2 separate regions of the Mus musculus genome follow, and region 2 is linked to region 1. Evidence: chromatin contacts called from public promoter capture Hi-C data. All regions are on one chromosome and are shown on one strand. Each heading gives the region's core, a stretch centred on a gene start, on an enhancer-like site or on the middle of the called end of the contact. The rest is flanking DNA. Distances are from core to core; before and after follow the strand shown.

Region 1 (3,569 bases), core at 452-2,951:
TGTAACAATAAGCAGACGTGAAGGCCATCAGGGACTCAGGAGGGCGATGACCTCCATGAGGAATCAATAAAAACTTCCTACTCACCGCCTCTCCTGCCTTTGTCTGGATCTTCTCCAGTTTTCCTTCGCGTCTCAGCTGAAAGAGATGAAACTGAGTAGAAGCAATGCGCCACACTGAGTAATTACAGCCCAGCTGTGCTGGGAACTGGTGGGCTTCTGGGTTCTAGCTGTTACTTCATCTTTGAATTAAACAACAAAAGGAAGGACTTCCTAGCAGGTACCTTAAAGTTTTATTTTTCCAAACCCCTTGGTCCTTTGAGCTCACCGATTTCTCCTCTTCAAACAGCTTCCTATTTTCAGGAGAAGCATACACTGCCAGTCCCTGAGAAAGGAGCTTGTTACGACCCACAGATTTCTTCACTGAGACCAGATCACCCCGGACTCCAATTTCTGTCAATGAGAACGGGAATGGCAGATGAAATCTCTGCAGGCTATGGAAAAGATGATCATGGGATCAGCCACAGGTAAAGGCTGTGCCTTAGTGTACTCAGGCCTTGGGGTACATCTCCAGCATCACCAAAAGGGAGGGGCATAGAAAAGAGACAGCCCTTACTTTCTCACAGTTTTTATTCTTCCTTACAAACACCACCACCACCACCACCGTCAATTTACTAGGGCAGGTTATAAGGTCCAGTCGTTAAAGTGCCAGCTGCATAGAGGATCTGAGTTTGGATATTGTCCATAACCTTAGCACTGAGGGGAGGTAATACCTACATCCCTGGGGGCTCAACTCATGCCCTGTATCAAATAAGGTGGACCTTTGGCGCCCCCCTTCTTTCTCTTTCTCTCTCTCTCTCTCTCTCTCTCTCTCTCTCTCTCTCTCACACACACACACACACACACACACACACACACACACACACACCATGCATTTATTAGGAACTACACTTGTCACACGTCTAGCTTAAAAACTGGTGCAGACTGAGCTGTTCAATCAAAGAATGTCACTGTTTGTGCTGCGAACTGTTAGGCTTCTCTTTACACAGTTAACAATATTGCACACACGTTTTAATTTTCCGTGACTTTTTTTTTCTCACCAGAACCACAAAGTAGTAAAAACAAAGCAACAAAAGAGAGGCAGGAAGCGGTTAACGTCAAACAAGAGCAGGGGACAGAGGACAGGGACAGGGGAAGGGGTCAGTACCTGGGCCCAAGCCTTACCGTCCACAGACTGCGTGAGGATGAGCTCCAAGTTGTCTTTGGGCCGGTGTTTCGTGTCCTCCACCAACTTATACACGCGGTGACGCCGGTGCAGGTGCGGCTTTCGGCCCTCCCCGGCGAGCGGCACCTTCCACCAGCGCTCCACGATGACCGTGCTCTGGTGGTCAGGGAGGCTGGGGTGAGCGAGTGTCCGCAGAGAACAACCCGCCACCCCGCCGGCGTCCCCAGGAAAGTCTGCCCCCCAGCCCCGCAGTCTGAGTCTGGCACGAACGACACTCCTGTCCCCCACCGTGTAGGACCCAAGCCCCAGCCGGCCCTCACCTGATAATGAGAGAGACTGAAGTCACGCCCCGGGGTACTCCCTTCAATTCGCGGCCGGAATAGCTCCCGGATGCCTCCTTGACGCAGCCAAGCAGCACCTGCCCACCACAGAGTCCTAACCCCGGGAGCCACAGAGGCCGCCATGACAGCGGAGCGGACAGGCGGAAGAAGGACCCCGCGCATGCGCAGCTGCGCCTCTGGGCTGCCCGCGGCGCGCCTGAGTGGTATAGATATAGGCTGCGCTGAGACCTGGGCATGGGGAGTGGGAGAGTTGCCGCAACCCCGCCTTGCACGCCGACGATAGGACAGCGGAGAGAACTGCTTTTTTTTTTTTTTGTCACCACTTTCCACAGAGCTTTGCGTGGACCGACAGTGGAAAACGTACTTTTTTTTTTTTTTTTTTTTTTTTTTGGCTTCACTTTTAAAAAAAGAGGCGGAGGGGGCTTGGCGCACCCTGTAATCTTCCTGCAGGACAAGTTCAAGCTAATCTGGTTTACATCTCAAGCTCTAGGCCAGCCAGGGCTACATAGCGAGACCAATAATAATAATTAACTGGTGAGGAGGAGGATTTTTATCCATAAAAACCAATGATAACAATATAAGTGGTTTGGTTTAGTTCTAGGTACTGGGATCACTTCTAATTTTGACATGCTATAATTTCTGAACACTAAAATATGGATGTCACTCTCAATTTTCCCTTGAATCTTTCTAAAAGTAGTCGAAGGATGGGATCCTCTAAAAACTCTGCAACTTTCCATGATATTGTTACTATTGTATTTAAGCTAATATTTAAAGAGTTGCAGGAGACAAACTGTAGAGAAAAAGAAACTACTGTTAGGCACAAGCAGGTCCTTCTGTGGAGTCTTTGTGCTTAATAGATGGTTATAAAATGAGGGTCTATAAAGGAGTGTGGAAAGATGTGCTACACTCCATTTTATGTGCACTTACATAGACTGACCTACACGCATTTCCTTGGTATTCAGGACAAGTCTTCAACAGTCTTTTAATTGTTTGCACCCAGCACTCAGTATGTGGAATTTCATTCTTTTTAGTATCCAGTGTCTTGATGCTCTCAGTTCACCTTATGGCTAACCGCTATTTATATGCCAGTGATGTCCAAATTCTTATCCTAGGCTCCCACAAACTTCACATTGGAATACCCAACTTCTTATTCATCATCATCTTATATGTCTAACAGACATTTAAAACGTAATGTATGCCCCATTCTTTATAAACTGCCCTACCTGCAGGTGTTCCTGTTACAGCTGATGAGAATTCCATTTTGTTGTTTTGTTTTCCTCCATTCTTTGAAACATCTTATTATTTTAAAATTTTTACACGTTTGTATATTTGAGATTATATAATTTTACCCTTTTTCTCCTTCTAACCCCTCTCCTCCTCTCTCAGATTCATGGACTCTTTCCCCTTGTTATTTATATTTGTGTTTATACATTCTTAAATATATAAATATAATCTGCTCAGTCTGTACATTCTTACTTGTACGTATGTATGTTTTCAGGGCTGATCATTTCGTATTGGGTAACCAACTGGTGTGCTCTTCCCTGGGGAAGATTATTTCTCCTGTTCTCAGCATTCTTTTCTTGCCTGTAGCTCTTTGTCTAGGGTTGAGGCCTTGTGAGCTTTTTCCTTTCTCATTAGTATATTAGTATATTAGTGTCCTCCTTGTTCAGGTCTTGTTTAGGTAGCAATGTTGGTAAGAATTCACAGATGTAGCGCCCCTGACATTTTTAGGAGACACAATCTCATAGCAAACTTCCTGTTCCTCTACTTCATAGAATTGTTCTGCCTCCTCTTCTACAACAATCCCTAAACTTGAGATGCAGGTATATTATAGATGTATCAGTTGGGAGTGCGTTTCACAACTCTCCGTTTTGATGGTTGTAGTTTCTGTAACGATGTCCACTTGTTACAAAGATGTTTCCTTGATGAGTGGCAAGAACTACACTTATCTGTGGGAAGAAGGATAACGTTTTAGAATGTAGTTAGAGATTATGCTGGTTTAGTAG
Region 2 (3,569 bases), core at 444-2,943, 250 kb before region 1:
AGACATGGTTCAGGCTAAGAGCAATGACTGCTCTTATGAAGACCCCAGATTTGATTCACAGCATCCACATGGTGGTCAAGAACTGTAACTCCAGCCGGGCGTGGTAGCGCACGCCTTTGATCCTAGCACTCAGGAGGCAGAGGCAGGTAGATTTCTGAGTTCGAGGCCAGCCTGGTCTACAGAGTCAGTTCCAGGACAGCCAGAGCTATACAGAGAAACCCTGTGAACTGTAACTCCAGCTCCAGGAGATCTAACACGCTCTCTGGCCTCACACACATCAAGTAAACATGTAAGGAAATAATAAGGAAGCCTCAAGGCCAGAGCAGCCTCTTCTGCACCCAGGAGATCCACATCGAGAAGGTATACGAAGTAGGGAAGCAGTAACAGTGTTGGAGTTGGGGAGCCCGATCTCCCCAAGATCCTTCTGCCTCAGTCTCCTTAGCACTGAGGTGACAGGCATGAGCCACCACACACTGACTTAAAGGGGTGCAACACATGAAGCCCAGCACTCAAGAGGCAGAGGCCAGAGGATCTCTGTCAGCCTGATCTACATACAGTGAGTTCCAGATCAGCCAGAGCTACATAGTGAGACCCTGTCTCAGAAACCAACCAACCAACCAACCAACCACAAACAAACAACCCTAACAACAATAACAACAACAACAAATTCTGTTCTAGGACTCAAGAAATGGCTCAGGGGTGAAGAACACACCCATGGAACTCAGAACTGTCTGACACCTTCTTCTGGCCCCAGTTGGCACTAGATACGTATGTGCTACACATGAACATACAGAAATGTTCATAAAATAAAAACATCATTAAGAAGAGGAGAAAAGTGGAGGAGGTTTATCCCACCACCCAAGGCTTGGTCCAGGCTGCTAGGTCGCCTGGGGCACCATCTTTCTCTGTGTGGCATCCTCCAGTCGTAAGCATTTTAAGCAAGGTCTATGACATTTTGAGTTTGGGGAACCCAGGCAAAGTTCAAGTGGATTTTCTGTGCCAGGATGGCCACTGGTCTTTCTACTAGCCCAGGGAAGAGCCAGCAATAAGGGGAGCAGGGCCTCAACATTCCTTCTGAAACCCAGACTCTCAGACTGATACCCAGGAGCTCGCAGGCAAAAGGATAAGAGGGCTGTGGGACTTGGGAGGGGCGCAGAATCAGGCCCTCAGTGCGCTAGTGTGGCTGCCCCTGACTTCCCCCATTGACTGGTGATATGAAGCAGCTTGAGAGATCCAGGCTGTGATGATTGTTCTTTTGTAACACCCGCCCCCCCAACCCATTGACCCCGTGCTAAAACCAGAATCATATATTTACGAGGGTGACAAGCTGCACTGCCCCTGCCCCTTCCCCTACCGAGGTTGGGTAGGATTCACAAACCACCATTTCTGGCGGTCCCTTTCTGTTCCTTAGAACTTAGGCCAGGCTGAAAAATAGTGTGCATGAAGTTTTCACTTGAGCTGCTATGTGCATGTCTGCAGGGTAGGAACAAGAGTCCAACTCTTTCGTCACTGTCTGCCTCACAGTTCCGGGTCATTTCCTGGAAGGAGGAGGACCCTCCAAACTACAGGCAGCCTACACATGGTTTGAGAGCCTTTTCCTTACCCATGCTGCTGGCTGGCTGACACTCGGGTCCTGCAGGATTTGCCAGGAATGAGCAGAGGCTCAGCAGAGACCAGTGCTGGTATTAAGTGCAGACTGCACAGGTAAGGGGCAAAAGGAGGGAATTTATGCATCTAATTGGGGGAGAGGTGGAGCAAGGGGAGGGACCTGGCTGCCTTCCAGGGTAAACTATAAAGGGCAGCTAACCAGGAAGCTGTCAAGTGGCCTGGCTGTTCAAATTACAGGGTGTGTGTGTGCACACACGCACACTTGTGCACAGGTGTGCACATATGTACGTGTATATACACATGCAAAAAACATCTGAGCCATTAGTGGGTACTTTGGTCTGTATTAAGTTTGTGTGCCTGTGTAGCCTTCTCCTGTGGGTTCCTATCCATGTGCCTTTATGTTTGTGTATGCACAGGTGTGAATTTGTATGTGCTTCCGCCTGGACGTGTATATGCCTGTGTGTGCCCATGTGAGCAGGAACCGTGTGAGAGGAGTGTTTATATGTATGCATTCACATGTTCCTGTGACTTCAAATGCTCGTTTATGTGTCTGGCCATGCCCATGGACATTTCAGGGTACCCACGGTTGAGGACCTGTTTGTTCCCACTGCTGCATCGAAAGCCAGCTTTCTCTGATGATTGTCCTCTTCTTCTAGACATTCATGCTCCAAAAAACAGTTCTGATCACCCAGACCCCTCCCCCAGGCCTTTCCACAGCAGCTGCCCACAGAGCCAAGGCTGAGGGGTGAGCCTAGGTCCCACTTTCCCCAGAACCACTATGAGCCTTGAGCTTTGAAGTGGGAGAAAGCCTAGTGTTTGCTATTACTGCCAATTTCCCTCAGAAACCCCAGGAGGTGAAAGTGAACTAACTCCCCCTCACCACAGAGTCTGCTGCCCTGAGGGGCTGGATGCAGGGTCAGAGAGGAAATCAACAGATGCTACTGTCCCCAATTGGGTGGCGACAGAAAATGTTCAGGGGCACTCCTTGTCTTGGGGTGGGTCCTCTAGCTTGAAGAGTAAGTGTCTGCTCAGGTTGTTAAGCCTGTGGCTGTAATATACATCAGTAAATCATTGCTTGCTGAAGAACTCTTTCTTTTTTTCAGTAATTTATTTATTTTTATTCACTTTGCATCCGGATTGAAGCCCCCCTCCCCCTCCTCTCCACCCAGTCCTGCCCTTATAAATCCCTCCCCCTGTTACTCCCTCCCCTTCTCCGAGGAGAAGGGGAAGCCTCCCCACAACCTTGGGTCACCCCATCCTGGGACATCTAGTCCCAACAGGATTAGACATATCCTCTCTCACTGAGGCCCATTAACAGGGCTCCTCAAAGCTAGGCTGAGGCCTGATCCTGTTAACCCCGTGCAGGGCTGCCCTTCACCTAGGAAAGTGTGGGTTTGAAGGGCTCAGCAGGAGGACTATGTAACCCTCTCTCCCATGGAGCCCGGGCTGCCACTGTCCTCAGTGTGAGGTGCTTGCCCAGGGAAGGCTCCTGTCCACACACTTCAGGGAATCCAACTGTCGGTAGACACTACTTTCATCTTAGATAAAAGCTCTGAAGTGAGCACACCTTTAATCCCAGCACTCAGGAGGCAGAGGCAGGTGGATTTCTGATTTCGAGGCCAGCCTGGTCTACAGAGTGAGTTCCAGGACAGCCAGGGCTATACAGAGAAACCCTGTCTCGAAAAAAAAAAAGCTCTGAAGTGAGGCTCTCATTGAATAGGGAAATGGGTAACATGGGCTCAAGATAACCACCAGAAGAAATCACTCTAGGTACAGTTATGATAGAGAGAAGGGCTATGGTGGCAGGGTTGGAGCTCACGTGACACATTTTAAGCCACCTTTTACTTCTAAAGGAAGAAGCTAGCCCAGCCTGAGAGGAGTTTCTCTGGATTAACTCACCGCATAGAGTATCAGATGTAAATGTATTTTGTGGAAGGGAAGAAAGGAAGGTGTGTGTTGCA

The links. Capture Hi-C pulls out chosen DNA fragments and counts their contacts.
Region 2: a contact with region 1 is called in a promoter capture Hi-C map of liver. The contact joins the promoter of Selenbp2 here to the promoter of Mrpl9 in region 1. A contact is called at or near these places in 3 of 39 promoter capture datasets (cranial neural crest, embryonic stem cells and frontonasal cranial neural crest), 1 of 15 datasets of contacts at CTCF or cohesin (the NIH/3T3 cell line) and 3 of 9 other capture datasets (liver, macrophages and pancreatic islet).

What each region holds. Positions count from the first base shown.
Region 1 is chr3:94,441,468-94,445,036 of GRCm38.p6, reverse strand. It overlaps Mrpl9 (mitochondrial ribosomal protein L9), which reads right to left and starts at 1,701. Exons shown (of 7, transcript NM_030116.2): 1 at 1,543-1,701; 2 at 1,222-1,378; 3 at 326-450; 4 at 86-136. The coding sequence starts at 1,686.
Region 2 is chr3:94,691,697-94,695,265 of GRCm38.p6, reverse strand. Selenbp2 (selenium binding protein 2) reads right to left here and starts at 1,693. Exons shown (of 12, transcript NM_019414.2): 1 at 1,604-1,693. The coding sequence starts at 1,607.